2 separate regions of the Mus musculus genome follow, and region 2 is linked to region 1. The links are chromatin contacts, called in public Hi-C maps. All regions are on one chromosome and are shown on one strand. Each heading gives the region's core, a stretch centred on a gene start, on an enhancer-like site or on the middle of the called end of the contact. The rest is flanking DNA. Distances are from core to core; before and after follow the strand shown. Region 1 holds the start of Nppc (natriuretic peptide type C). Region 2 overlaps Dis3l2 (DIS3 like 3'-5' exoribonuclease 2).

Evidence for each region. Hi-C and Micro-C count contacts between places; a contact is called where the count stands out from the background.
Region 2: a Hi-C map of uterus shows a contact between it and region 1, with 2.4 times the contacts expected there. The contact joins the enhancer-like site here to the promoter of Nppc in region 1. A contact is called at or near these places in 7 of 39 promoter capture datasets (the HPC-7 cell line, HPC-7-derived erythroid cells, cranial neural crest and 4 more), 1 of 15 datasets of contacts at CTCF or cohesin (large pre-B cells), 9 of 484 Hi-C or Micro-C datasets (Sertoli cells, bone marrow-derived macrophages, brain and 4 more), 4 of 115 datasets of contacts at active chromatin or transcription factors (embryonic forebrain, embryonic stem cells, neural tube and 1 more) and 2 of 9 other capture datasets (embryonic stem cells and pancreatic islet).

What each region holds. Positions count from the first base shown.
Region 1 is chr1:86,665,882-86,673,077 of GRCm38.p6, forward strand. It overlaps Nppc (natriuretic peptide type C), which reads right to left and starts at 4,692. Exons shown (of 3, transcript NM_010933.5): 1 at 4,468-4,692; 2 at 3,763-4,073; 3 at 412-917. The coding sequence starts at 4,557. The coding sequence ends at 3,783.
Region 2 is chr1:86,831,368-86,838,563 of GRCm38.p6, forward strand. The region is part of intron 6 of Dis3l2 (DIS3 like 3'-5' exoribonuclease 2); the gene reads left to right. Among named protein-coding and RNA genes, the nearest start is that of Gm41909, 93 kb to the right of the region's middle. Within about 2 kb of position 3,179, at least 21 of the 459 cell types and tissues checked have an H3K27ac peak or open chromatin away from gene starts, as enhancers often do. A contact at or near this core is called in neural tube, pancreatic islet and uterus, where this site is marked.

The DNA.
Region 1 (7,196 bases), core at 3,442-5,941:
TGTGTACGGTAACTTGAAAATATCATGAGGCATACAGACACATCACCTTCAAGACAGAGGGCAAATTTGGAGCAGTTGTTCCTTCTCATAGCAGAGAGAAGATGGGATGGAACTGGAGACCCTTAAAGGAGCTAAACCAACACCGGTTCAGCTCTTGACATTGTCAGCCTCCCAGTCATTGGAGGAGATCTGGCAGTCACCTGCAGCAGTCCACACGGCCAGCCCGGTCCTGAGAGACCAACTTCAGTAGAGTGAGGGGTGGATGGGGCGCCCTAAGGGATGCTGACACAGAGCAATTCAGAGTTGCAAACCTGACTGACAGATCTATTTGGAGGCAAATGCCTTGTCTTCTGCCTCTGCTCAGGCTAATTTTTGAAATGAAAAGCAATGAATAAATAAAGACAATTTTCAAGATGTTCATGGAATGGCTTTTTTTTTTTAACATTTTTTTCAACTAGTTAGGACAAAAACATTACAATGGTTGGCTTCTTTCATTTAGTTACATAAATAAAATTTTTATAAATATCTCTTTATAAACAATATAAATAGCTTTACAACATAAATACATTTATGCATGACGTGAATTTACAAACAGCAATGTTTTACAGCTAGCTGGTTTTGTCAGTCACTTTAAAAACTGTCCCTTGTCATCAAGTCGGTGTGGGAGTGTGTGTCTCATGTATATAATATATATATAATATATAACTTTTTATTTTTCATTTTCAAAAAAAACCCCAAACAATAAAATCATACCCTCCCCTCCCCAAATAATAATAAAACAGCTGGTGTTGTGTATTGCCAGTACCAGGAGGAAAAAAAAAAAAAGAAATGTAAAAGCCACATTGCGTTGGAGGTGTTTCCAGATGCTGGAGGCTGATGACCAGGGATGGCCTCAGTGCACAGAGCAGTTCCCAATCCTGAAACACAAAGTGAACACAGGACACTCAGTTCCGGTCTCTTCACTGAAAAAGCCCATCCCACAGGGTAGTTGTAGAACTTTCCCCCCTTTCTTACAGTAGCACTAGGCAAAGCCTGTGTGCCTTCGATCTACAGGTCCTTGATCGGCACTGGCTGGACCAGCACAGGTGAAACCATAGCATCTGCCAGACCTGAGCCCCTCCCCTAAGATTTAACTACAGGCCTTGCTCTCGGCAATGGCTGAGAATAGCGGCCCCTTTCCAGCTCATTTTTGCTACAACACAACCCCCCAGGGCAGTCAGTTTCATCTGGTTTCATGTCTGCTTGGCTACATAGGGACAGAGAAGAGAATAACTCAGGGGGAAGTGTGTCCTATTCTGGACTCAAATCGTCGATCTGATTTGACTTCCTGGATGGCCCCAAGTAGCTTTGAGCTCACCTATAAAATGGATAATAGCCACCTCCCAGAGCCAGCACTGGGATTTAACAAAAGGCCACATATTAAGCATCTGCCCTGTCTGGGTCACAACTTCTAAGCAGCAAAGAACACTTCCTCTCCTAGCTACCTTTGTCTTAGAAATTGGTGGCTTCAATGTCCCCTTCTGCAGCAGCTGGCAGTGTCTGCCACCAGCCTGGGGCAAATGTACAGCTTTGCTGCGTTGGAGGGTTTGAAGGATGAGAGTAAGCTGATGACCGCTGTACTCAGTCCCTACTAGTGGTGGCTGCATGAGTTCTCCATGTTCAAAAAACTGGCAGACATGCAGGGCCCTCCTAAAGGACTGCACTCACGAGGGGCCTGGCTCTGATGGTCTGGGCAATTCTCCCTAACTCGATTCTCTGGCTGTTTCACAGGTGGTGTTCCTAGGGCCAGAGGCAAAATGTCCATTGAGGTCTTGGCCACACCCGAGTCTCTGCCAGTTGTATAATCAAAACCTATAACCATCAGCGGCAGTCATTATGACGATGCCTAGAGCCAAAGTCAACCTCTGCGTGGAGAAAGGGGCAGAGCCTCGGGAGTTTTCATCAGCATGAAGGATGAGCCTTGCACTCTTCCATAAGACCAAATGGGTGCTCTCCGCTGGCCAGCTCCACTGGGAGACTTCAGGTTGGAAGGACGATCTATCCTCTCACTGGGGCTGGCATAGAGGAGGCTGAGGCTTTGCCTTTATGCCAAGAGAACTTCCAGGAGGCTGATGATCTCCACTGGTCAAAGTGGAGGGGTAGGGTGTAGAAGCCTTAATTGTCTTGATTTTTCCTCAACATTCTCACTACCCTGTGCCCACAGATGCCTAAAGCACCTTCAGAGAAGCACATTCCAGGCATTTAACCGGAGGTTAAGTAACGTTGGTTTAGACTCTAAAGTCCTTTCTTGGCACATACATCGCAAACTGAAAATTCAAGTCCTCAGACTCCATCTCTTAGGTATTCATATGGAACATAGCAAAAGACCCGCCCATAAGTACTAGAATCACCGCTCTCCCTGAGTAGAGCAGAGACCTAACACCTCTGTGGAACTGGGGTGAAGCACGCAGCCTGTTCAAGACTCAGTGCAGAGAGGAGAGGGCCATCCGAGATCTAGAGCCAGGGCACTTGGCAGAGCTCCTGAACTGGGGGTATGTGTTTCTCTCGTCAGTGGCCAATATTTCCAAGATCCCTTCTGGGTATGATGTGGGCTCCTGAAGGTCTGTCACTTAAGTTACTCATGAATTAATATGGGGACACAAGTACACAGAGCACTGCACTTCTGCAAAGGTCTCTCATGCCTTTAAAAAAAAAAAGGCTCCTGTCATGTGATGGGGGAGGTGTTCCTACTCCTTACTGGGAAAAGAATGGCCACTGGTCAATCTTCCTGGGTTGGGGAGAGCAGCCTCCTCACCACTGGGGTGGGCTAGAGCAAGAGGCAAAGCCAAGGAACAGCAGAAGCCTGACTGTCAAGCACTTATCTAAGTAAAGTGTGTCTCATCACATCATCAGGGATAGAGAGCAGAAGGAAGTCAGGAAGGACCCAGCAGCTTATGAGGATGCTGGGAAGATGGAGGCTTCCCGTCTCCATGGAGGGGAAGGAGGCCAGAAATAGTTCAGAGCACCACAAGGCTGGTAAAGAACTCACTGTGGACACACTGAGTTTGAGGTTAGGTCACGAAATAAGCTTTAGCTTGTTCCTTTGCCTCTCTCTTGAAACAGGGTCACCAGCCTAAGGTTCATCTCGGAAGCCCCAGGGCAGCAGCATCAGGACCCTGGATAGACCAGTTTGCCCACAGTTGAGTTGAGAGCAGGGCTAAGATTCAGAATGCCCCAGGCAGAAGAGTGCCCTGCTGCTGCCACAGAGGTTCTCTCTACTAGGAGGGGGCAGGCATATCTGCATGCCTGCCTCACCTGAGGGACAACAGCCCCAGAAAGGCATCCTAGCACTTGACTGCTTGGCTGCTGGCACAGGGCTGGTGGTACATCTTTCTCTCCCTCTTTCCAGGATCTCTCTAACAAGTTTCCAGTTGGCTAGCTGGCCAGTGGTCAGTGGTGGGTTTGGAGGCTGGGACTGCATAAGCCTGTCTCTATTTTTCTAGAGGAAGCCAGATGGAGTACTCTAAGGCTGAACCTGGTCTCTGACCTGGCCCGTGTTCACTTTTTTGTTGTTGTTGTTTTTTAAATCTGTAAAATGGGATATGTGAGGTGGCAGGCAAATGTCTGGGTACACTTGATCCCATGCCTAAATTGGTTGGGGGAAGGTCACAGAACATAGGGATCAGGGAGGAAACCAAACAGTCTGCGAAGGACAGTGATAAGAGCTTGGCTCTCTTGGGTGCAGAGCTAGGCGAGCGGGGAGCGTCCGATGGTGTTACTTACCGCCGCCAGGGGTAGCTGCACTAACATCCCAGACCGCTCATGGAGCCGATCCGGTCCAGCTTGAGGCCAAAGCAGCCTTTGGACAAGCCCTTCTTGTTGCCGCCTTTGTATTTGCGCGCGTTGGGGTGCTCGTGCAGAAGGCGGGCCCAAGCAGCCCGGGACTTGGTGTCCACACGCAGGTCCCGGAGCAGTCGCGATCGGTCTCCCTTGAGATTGGCTCCCCCGCTGCCTGGAGTCTTGTCACCCTTTTTCTGATTGCCACCAGCTGCCTGGGAATCCGCCAGCTCCTCCCCTGGCGGGGTTCTCGGGACCTGTCGGAGAAAAGAGTGGACAGGTGAAAGAGTGCACCGATGTAGCATAGATGACTTTTACGGGGCCCAGAGTGGCGTGGCCCTTCTCAGCCATGAGCGTGCCTCCACCGATGCGGGACAGCTGAGTCCAGCATCCACCTGCCACGCAGCCTTCTTGCCTGCTCCTCCGGGGAGCCCATTGCTCTTCCCGTGCCGCAGGTCATGCTGGGCACATTGGGGCACGGGAGGTGTGCATGTGTCGACATTCTCCCGAGGCTGGGAAATGAACCCGAGAAGTCCCCGCTTTGAGGGAGCAAGTCCGAGGGGGTCTGCCTTTCCGGGTTCTCTGCTCCCTCCTGCGCACCACATCTTTCCACGCCCCTCACAAGCCCAGCGTCCCCGCGACAGCACCCACCTTCGGTGGTGTCCCGGGCTTGGCTTCAGAGGGCCGGAGCGAGAGTAGCGCGAGCAGCAGGGCGCAGGCGATCAGCTGGGAGAGGTGCATGGTGCCGATGGGACCGAGGTGTGCAGACGGTCTGCAGCCGGGACTGCCGGTGAGCAGTCGGATAGGCGGATGCGGAGCAGGATTGCCAAGCGAGCACAGGTCCTACTGCTGTGCGGCGCCGGCTGGGTGCGCTCTGAGTCCGTGGCTCCGCTGGAGCCTTTATAATCCAACCTGCCGCTGATGTCATCTTCCCGCCCACCGGGCCTCCAGGGCCAATGGCACAGCGCACGCGGCCGAATCGACGGCCCGGAGGGGGCCGGGAGGGGGCCGGGAGGGGGCCACGGGGGCTCCCTCTTCTGCTCCAACCCACATCCCACCTCCGAAGGAGCCGGCGGCTCGGCTCGCTGCGCTCAAAGCCACAAAGCGGCGCGCAGAAAAGAACTCCATTTGTAGAATGCGCTTCGCCCTAGTACTCAGGCTTCTAGGCGTCCCTGCGCTGTGTATCTGCTGCTCCTGATACGTGTCTGTACTCCTTCTGCAGGTGCAAAGGCTTAGAAGAAATGTCCTTTATGCAAAGTTACACAGGTTGAAAGTTGGTGCGGCCCAAAATCTACACAGATCGCTCTGTTTCCAAACTCTTCACAAATGCTGCCACGCGCTAGCCAGGGTGGAAGGGCTGACCATGTCTACACGCTCAAACATGGGGGCGGCAGAGGATGGGGTTAGTAGATCCCAGTGGGAAGTGGAGGGAGAGCTTGAATGTTGTAGCTGCAAAGGAGACTTGTAAGTCTCGGATACCCACGAGTGAGAGGATGTCATCAACCCACGAGTGTGAGCCAGGAGTTTGTGTGTGTGTGTGTGTGTGTGTGTGTGTGTGTGTGTGTGTGTGTGTGTGTTGGGAGGTTAGGAGGCAGGTAGCTTTCCTTCAGTGATGTACTGGCCCTTCCTGAAGGTGGAGATGTCCACTTTAGTGTCCTGAATACCCTAAGAAACTATGGGCAGTACTGGGTTTTAACCAGCTCCAAGCCTCAATAGGCCATCGCCATTGAGTTTGGGGTTGTAGTTGCCTTCTGGCTATAGGGACCGGGCCACTTATTTCTGCTGCACACAATTCCTCGCCTTGACCTGGAATCTTGGTCCATCGGACTCTAGGGAGCTCTGCAATTTAGAGCCACGAGAGAACTTGTAGTTTCAAGAATGGAGTGATGTGCAAGAGTTTGTGTCCCTTCTCCTGAGCAGGATGCAGGCTTGAGCGAGGGAAATGAATGTTGGCAGGGTCCCTGTGGTCTCATGGAGCAAAGAGCCTGGGAGAGAGGACGAGAAGCAGGAGCCAGTTAGCTTCTTACAGAGAAAGGGAAGTGGGAAGAGAGGGTAGTGGGAAGACTGCTGGGATGGACATGGGTCTAGAGGACCCAATGCTTCTGGAGGATACAGAGGAAGCAAGAGTGTACTGAGTGTGCCGTCTACTTCCTCGTCCTTTCCTAGCATGCAACCCAAAGACTCCAAATGAGGACCACAAGCTCCTTCCAGCCTTTCGTTTGGGAAATGACTCACAGGTGAGGTTTGATTTGAGTCAGCATATTGCCCAAAGAAAGATCTAGACATCAGTTTCAAGTCCTTTGTCAGTTCTGGAAGGTTGGTGGCTCATCTCCATTCAGCTCCTCCCTCCATGGCCTTTCTGTGTTACTACATACGAAACGACAACCGTGTTGTGCTTGAGAGGGAGAGAGAGAGGAGAAAGGAGATGAGGGTGAGGCCTTCAGCTGCTTCATGGAGTGTCTTTCGCCTAAGGGGCAGGAGAGTACCATCCAAGCTTTGAGACCGCAGCAGTGTCTTATAAGGCCCCTTATTAAGGATAAGTTGGGACTGTTCAGTCTTGATAGCTACTTTCTAAAGGACTACAGATGGTTTTCTTTTATCCTGTCTTGGTAATGGGCTGGTAACTAGGTCTTCTTCAGGAGGTTTGAGGCTTTGTAAAACTGATGATACCCATGGTCTTGTGGGGGATGACTACATCTGTACTACAATCGACATCTCTTCAAGGAAAAATTTATCTATCTATCTATCTATCTATCTATCTATTTATTTATTTGTGTGTGTGTGTGTGTGTGCGCGTGCATTCGTGTGTGTGTGTGTGTGTGTGTGTGTGTGGTGCAGGCATGTGTGTACTGTGATGTATTTTGGTGTGTGTGTGGATGTCAGAGGACAGCTTGCAGGAGTCAGTTCTCTTCCATCATGTAAATCCCAGGGAGGAACTTGGGCTTCTTGGTGGCAAGCCCCTTCGCACATTAAGCCATCAAGTTGGTCCTGCAGGGGAATCTTCTGATGACCTACAGCTTCTGATCTCTGAGTGTAGTCATCTATGGTAGGTCCTGGATGAGTTAACCTTGGGCTAGGCTTTCCTGCCGCTTCTGGTGCTGCTACTGAACCGATTCCTTTGTTGGGGCAGGAACCTGTGGGCAGAGAGTCTGGGGGTGGGCTGTAGGGACATTGGGGCAGGGAGGCAATGGACACATATGTGCTCAGAGACTGAAGGTCTGCTGCTCCTCATGGCTTCCTTCCTGGGCCTAGATTTGGGATCTTAGCTCCCTTTCTCTGGGAAGTCTACTTCTCCTGCCTTTGGCTCTGGGAACCCAGTGGAGATGGAGGAGCAGTGGTCCAGCCCACTGAGCAGCTTAAATGAACGGACCAGGCACTGA
Region 2 (7,196 bases), core at 1,929-4,428, 160 kb after region 1:
AGTGTAGCTTTATACCTTTGCCTCTTTCCAAAGATCAGTGGCCCAAACAGTCTGATCAGGGTATACCTTACTCAGAATTCTGGGGCAAAAGTTGTTTGCTTATGGATATGAACAAGGAAACATTTATCCCTAATTACTATTGGCAGCTGTCCAATGACTTACTAAGTATTGTGGATAGAAGAGTGAAAAACCAAAAATGTCTGGGTCCTCACAGTCATTAATGAGCCTTGGATCAATTGACCCTGAAGTCTTCCCTACATATGGAGTTCCAATTACACAAACGAATGAGTCACCTTTCTTAGGTTTGAGTTGGATTTTCTGTCCTTTCAACTATGAGTAACCAAGTAGAGGCAAAGGTACTGACAGACTTCTTGTTTCCTACAGCTGTTGTCCCTCTGATGGACATTCCAATGAATGAATCTCATAAGAGAGGGAGAGGGCTGTGTTGTAAAGGTTTCTGTGAACTAGGTACCAGTTCTACTCTACTTGCCTGCCATGTAAACTTGGCAGTTTCTTTTCTTTTCTGGTTCCAGGGTGCTTATTTGTTCATGGGCATTATACTTGTTTGCAGCCCATATGGTATTTTCACACAATAAGCTTAATGTTTGTTGTTGGGAAGCCAGGCTGAATGCAAAGGGAAATCTAGATGTTTGTCCTTGACAGGCACTTGGTCATTGAGAATAGACAGAAACCTGGGACATGCTTCTACTTATGTAGTAGATACAGTTGGATAATGACCTTACTGCCATTAGATGCTTTCTCCATGGCTTGCAGGTTCTGAAGCTGTAGTATCTTGCAGAGTCAGAGGCAAAAACAAAGGTATTAAAAAGCAGAGACTGCTAGTAACCACAGAGTGGTGTTCTGTATAGAAAAGGAAACTATTGAGAGGAGAGACAAGTTAAAAATGGATAAGAGGAGAAGAGAGCCCATAGATGATAACATATTCCCTGGGCTTTGAAGGATAAATATGATCTGCTGAATGGAAGAAGGTGAAGAATATTCTGAGTATGAGCAGGGTCATAGAGGTAGATGAGTAGTAACTTCAGTGGGACCAGTACAGGATGCATAGTGGAAAGTCTGGAGAGAAGGCTAGAAAAGAGAGTGTACTGAGGTTTGCAGTTATCGATGGCTGCTAAGAAAGCTCAGTTGGAAAGAGTCACCTAAAGCTGCTATGGAAAGGGGATTGATTGTTAGAAAGGGGGAAGGAGTGAGGACAGTACTCATTCAGACCAGCCGTGCAACAGGACCGGACTGCTGACTGAGTGCAGAATAGATGGTGAGACACTCAGAACTAGGATTAGCAGTAGCAGCTCCGATGTGAGACAGGCAGAGGGGAGTCAAGCCTAACAACTATTGTGTGCTCATAGTCTTAAGTGAGAAGAAAGTTAAGGATAAGAAAGGACTGTGAACTTGAGCTCTCTGTTGAACTTGAGTCTCCTAGAGGATACTGATACCCAGAAAGTGGTTCCACAGGAGGGACGATGAGATTCTTCATCTGTGTACTGTTAATAAAGCTGTGGGAAATCCGCAAGTTTGGTCAAGTAGATGGACTGCACTTGGATTTACCTGGAGGAATCATTGCTCTGTTAAAGCAAAACAAACTGCTAGATGCAGAAAGCTCAGGGGCAAGGTGAATACAGTGACAGAGAGCTTTGTACAAGACCTAGGAGAAACGTTTGTAGAAGTGGTGATGAACTTTCTGGAGAAATGAGGGAGTGACTGACTTTCCTTTAGTGAATGTCAAGTAGTTAAAGATTATTTTCATTGAAGAAGACTAATTCTCTTAGTTTTTAAAACCAGCCATTATTCAAGGAAGGTTGCTCTTTTGTATTCAACTCTTATTTTATAACAAGGTAATGAAAAAGTTCATTTCAGGATTGATTGAACAGGTCCAGAAATGTGTGAATCAGCTGTGAAGAGCATTTCTGCTTGCCTCTTCCTGTGCTCCAGAGGCTGCTTGTCTGTGAAGTCAGAGTTGTAGCCTCAGGGAAGACCCTGTCAAGTAATTCCTTCCTTTTCCTCTCTTAGCCAGCCTGTGCCACGTTTATTCACTTGAGCGATGAAACCTGTTTTGTAACTTGTTTTTTTAACCTCCCTTCCTTGAAGCTCTTTTAATTTAAAAAAAAAAATATATATAGTAGGTTTCTTATTAGCATGTACTCATTGTGAAAGCTTAGTTAAGACTGCTCATTCATTGCCACTGCACTGAGCTTTATGTGTCTACAGGTCCATCTTGTTGGCATCCAGTTCCCCTTGGATCACTCTAAATAATTCCCATTCTCCTTTGAGAACCTATGGAGATGACTTTCAAGTCATGTAGAAACATGCCAATGGGAATCTGCCTGATTAATGGACTTGGTGTAATGATGTTTATGCTTGTGGAGATTTTCAAAATGCTAGTGAGGATTCCAGCTTGTTCTGTTAGATTAAAAACTAGGCTCTGTATTTTTGGCTGTGAAAGACCCATCAGTAAGGGCAGATTGTATTCAGTTGAACACTGTTTATGGCTTTCAGATAACACCTAAACAATAATAGTCCATAATGCTAATGTCTGAACATATCGCCCCTCTCCTACCTCAAGTACCCACTCTCCAGTCCCCTGAAGGAAAGCACAGCCTCATAGTGAAGTTTGTCCTATACTTCAGCTAGTGGCTCCAATGTGGCCAACCCCGCCAACCCCTAGATCTGACTGTAACTTTTCTTGGGCCTTTTAGCTATTCCACCCTGCAGACTGCAACTCACCTTGCCCTATTTATTGGATTTGTAGTTTCTGGTACGAGTGCTATTCAACCCTGCTGTGCAGTACGGTCAGGATCCAAGTCTGTCTGGCTAGCTGTTGACTTCTCTAGCAGCAAAATGGTTTCTAACAAAATGTGTCAACACAGTGCAGGATAAGAACTGAAGAAGCATATTTGCCATTTTCCCTATTTATAAAAATCCTTTGTAATAAACACTTTGACCACTTCATGGGTTCTCCCATAAATCAAGTGAGGTGTTGGGAGGAAAAACTCCTTTAAAAGGATGAAGCATTGCCTTCCATTGTGGGATTTTCCAGACTGCTTTTTAAGCCTAATGTCTCTTGAGCTAAGGAGTATCACATGACTCTCTTGCAGAGGTTCTCAGACTGCACACAGCATTATCAGTGAGCTTTCTTGGTCTCTGGTGGCCCTTCCCCATCAGGGCCTCCTGTCTACTGCGTTGCCTACCTGTGTGCCTGAGCCTGCTGCCCAGGCCCCAGAGCCTCCAAACACACCCTGTTCATTTTTTCCCCCCTTTCTGTGATTCCTCTCCTGCTGTGAAGCTAACCAATCCTAGCTTCTCCTGTGAAGACTGCTCCTTTCCTCACAATCCCAGCTATCACTTTAGAAGTGTATTTGTTTTCCATTACCATGCAATAAATCACCACAGGCTTGGAGGCTTAACACAATGCATCTGTTATCTTAGTTCTAGGAGTTAGGAGTCAGAACTTGGCTTTGCTTCTGAGCTCTTCACAGGGCTAAGGTCAAGCTGTTGGGTTATTTGAAGGCTGGACTGTAAGAAAAATCTGCTTTAAGTGTCCATGGAATTGACTAGAGTCAGTTCCTAGCAGGCTTGGAGCCGAGAACTTCAGCTTTTGCTGTTTGTATGCTGGAGGCTGCATTTGGCTGCTTCCTATACAGGTCCTTCTTGTTTGTATGGCTTCATACGACTGAGTAAGAGAGTCAGATAGCAAGATGGAAGGTACAGTATGTAACTCAATCATGGAAGTGGCATTATCTTTGCTTTATTCTGTTGCTTAGAAACAAATCATAAGCCCTGCCTATGCTTGAGGGGGTTGGAATTACATAAGGACCTAAAACAAGAAGGTGGACTGATTTGGGCTATTGTTAGCCTGGTTACCACAGAAATTTCTTTTTTAAGCCCTCACTTATTTCTTACAATAAACGTAAGGTCATCCCTTTTGTGGCTCTTCTCTATAGCTACCTACCTACCTTTTACTAGTATTTTTATGGTTGGCTTGGGCTTTTTATTTTCTCCATGTGACTGCTTTTGCACATCTTTAATTCAGTTGCAGCTCCTAGAACAGTTTTATTTTGTATATTGTTCTGCAAAAGATGCCTTCCTTCTATTGTGTAAAACTGAAGGAGCAAACCAGTTCCTCTCCTGTGTAATACTTGAGTCTCCTTTTCTTGCTCAGCAGCTACACAGCATTCATTTTATAAATCTAGAAATTTGAGAATTGGTAGCAACTCAGTGACTTATCCATATGTCTATCAGCTAGCTGGTATGGTTGCTCACATTGTGCTGATTTGCATTCAACACTAGAGCCTGTTATCTTATTAAGGAAAAGCAGTTGTCTGTCAAAGACATAAACAATACCAGCTTAAAACATTAGCTGTTTTTGAGTGGTTCATTGTTCTTTTTCCTGGAAGCTTGATGGATCTTAGAAATGATATAATCTATAAAAATGAATTCATTTCTGTTTAAACTAGCTGGCTCCTGTTCCCTCTTAATAATCACTTTGTGGTCCCACTATTTCTAGGTCATAACAAATGCATTAAAAAGAGGGCTGGCCTTTGGGGAAGCAGCATTTAATTTCTTTCTCTTCAACCAGCAGTGATCTAGCCTTCATTATGCCTATTTAAGATGTTCTATAGGGTGAATATTCAATATACTTTAAAAGACTTGTAACAGACATGGTATCATTTGGTATCTGTGGGCCTGCAAACTTCAAATGTGGTATAATTCATCTGGTTTAGCTTCCCATGCTTGGGGGACAATCCTTGTGTACCTCTCTAAGATAGCTTCTAACCTTTTTCATTACTTGTCTTATTAGTGTACTAACTAGTCTTAAAAGGCACATAAAGAAATGATAGTCTAGTTTTAGTGAACACATTTGTGGTACTGAAATGTTGACATCACAGTAGAATGAGATGACTGGTCCCTTTAAGAAAATCTGATGTAAAAGCCAATTTACACTTGGAGGAATCTTCCATCTGTTGAAAAAGATGCAGAATGGGTGAATTAGAGACAGACAGAGGTGAAAGCACACGAGTGTGTATGTCTTCATTTTAGGTCTTTGGGGAGCCATGAGGCTAAAAGCCAATTAAAGCTTTAGTAGAGAGGAATTTAAAAGTCATTTCTCTTGGGCAAAGGAAAGATTTAGAGCAGAGAGTGCTCAGAGAAAAGCAGGAAGGTGTTGAATTAATGCAGCCAACTCCTTGGAATTGGAATCACTGCAAAGCCCCCATCTAAGATGACCCTGTGAAGGATTCAGGTTGGGGCCCTAAAGAGACTCTAGGACTTAGGAACTTGAGTATATGTGTGCTAGTCAGCCTAAAGAGGAAAATGGCTGCATCCTGTCATGTTGGGTCCTCCCTTCTCTAACTTCTTACCCGGTTTTCAAATTAATACAGTTCAGAGGAATTGATATTCTTGGGAGTTTTTAAATCTCTTACTGATTGGGTATTAACTGCCTTTTCATTCACTTATTTATCTCAATATATTAAGGCTTTCTCTTACCAGTCTCTGCCCATGTATTTTCATCAGGTGGCCTATTGCTACCTAATTTATATTCCAGTTGATTTTCCTAATCTCTATCATAGAATGCAGACTGTATATCCATCTTGCAAAGAGAATATCACCATATGTTTGTTCTATTGTGACCTTGAACTCAGAGTCCAAAATGAAGTTGACTCTCCCAGTGTCTAGAACCAAGATAGATCACTTAGATGGCATGGTTTCCTTCCCCACTCTATGTCCATAGATGGCATGTCCTTTCTGAAGGTAGTGTGGCATCATAGGGAGAGGATGAGGCCTTGGCATTAATGAGAGTCAAGCTTGAATCCTGACCTATCGCTGTGCCTTCCTAACTGACATCCATTGAAAAGCCTGATATTTTGTATTTTTGAGCCTTGTTTTTCCAAACTTTAGAATTGTAGTAGAATTCCCTGCCTACTTCACTTGGACTGCTAGGGAATATTAAATCTAGTGCTGTATGCGAATCATCTAATACAATGCCAAGTGTGTGATATCAGCTCCATGATGAGTTACTAGTTACAGGGTTGAGTGTGATTAGCACCAAGCTTTTCATGTACAGGCCTATGTTTTGGGACACAGTCTCATAGAAGTTTCTTCAAGAGTGTGGAATAATGAGCATATATTGGGTGTCCCTCCCACTTTTTACAGATGTGGTTGGCTTTCATATTTCAGAAGAGCCAAAGCCCATGTGTAATCTCATCCACAGTGTTTCAGTGCAGCACTGTTGGCATCTCAGGCTTTCTGCCTGAGGTTAATCTTTTCTCTTGGGCTCTGATCTTATTCCTTCCTTCCCAGGGACCCCTCCTTTTTCTAATTGAGCTCACTTCTACCACACCTTCTTGACTTGTTTCTTCCCATCATCAGCTAACTATTCAAAGCCCCTCTTATCTTAAAAAAATAAAATGTTCAAAACCATGTGGCAATTTCTCTCCCTATATAGCCACCACCCTATATTATTCTACTCCTTCACAGCTAGACTTCCTGAGCCTCAGTCCACACCCTCATCCCCACAGTCCACATCACACTCAATTTCCCAGGCACAGCATCCTGGTTTTTCTTTGTTATTCATTATGATTGGTCTCACCAGAGTTACCTGTGTGTGACCTTGTTACTATAGCCACATTGCTGAATATGCTTTCCCCATTCAAATGCTTTCAGGCTTTGGCTTCTATGACCAGACATCAGCCGCTGCTGCTGCCTCCTCCTCCTCCTCCTTCTTTCTTTTCTTCTTCCTCTACCTCTCTGACCACACCTCAGTTTTCTTTGGAAACTTTTCTTCTGTTCCTTTGCTTGAAAATTGATGTTCTCGTCTCTCCTAATCTGAACAGTCTCTGAGGGAGAGCCATTGTGTTCATTCGTCTGTTCTCTATATACAAGTGACTTACATGGACTAGTTCTAGCCCAAATCTTCCTCTTGAGCAACATATCTAATAGCAGAGCCTCAAGCTCACTAACCCCCCTGAGCTTATGTCCTTTCACGCTTACCTGTGCCAGCCCATTGTTCCTCATTCTTCAGTGAGCATTAGAATCACATGAAAGGCTTGTTTCTGGGCCTTGTCCCCAGAGCTTTTGGGTCAGTAGGTATTAGGAGGAGCTGGGGTTATGATTTGCATGGGTCCCCAGGTGATGTTAATGCGGAAATGTTCTCAAAGTATAGTCTGGAAAATATACTTTGA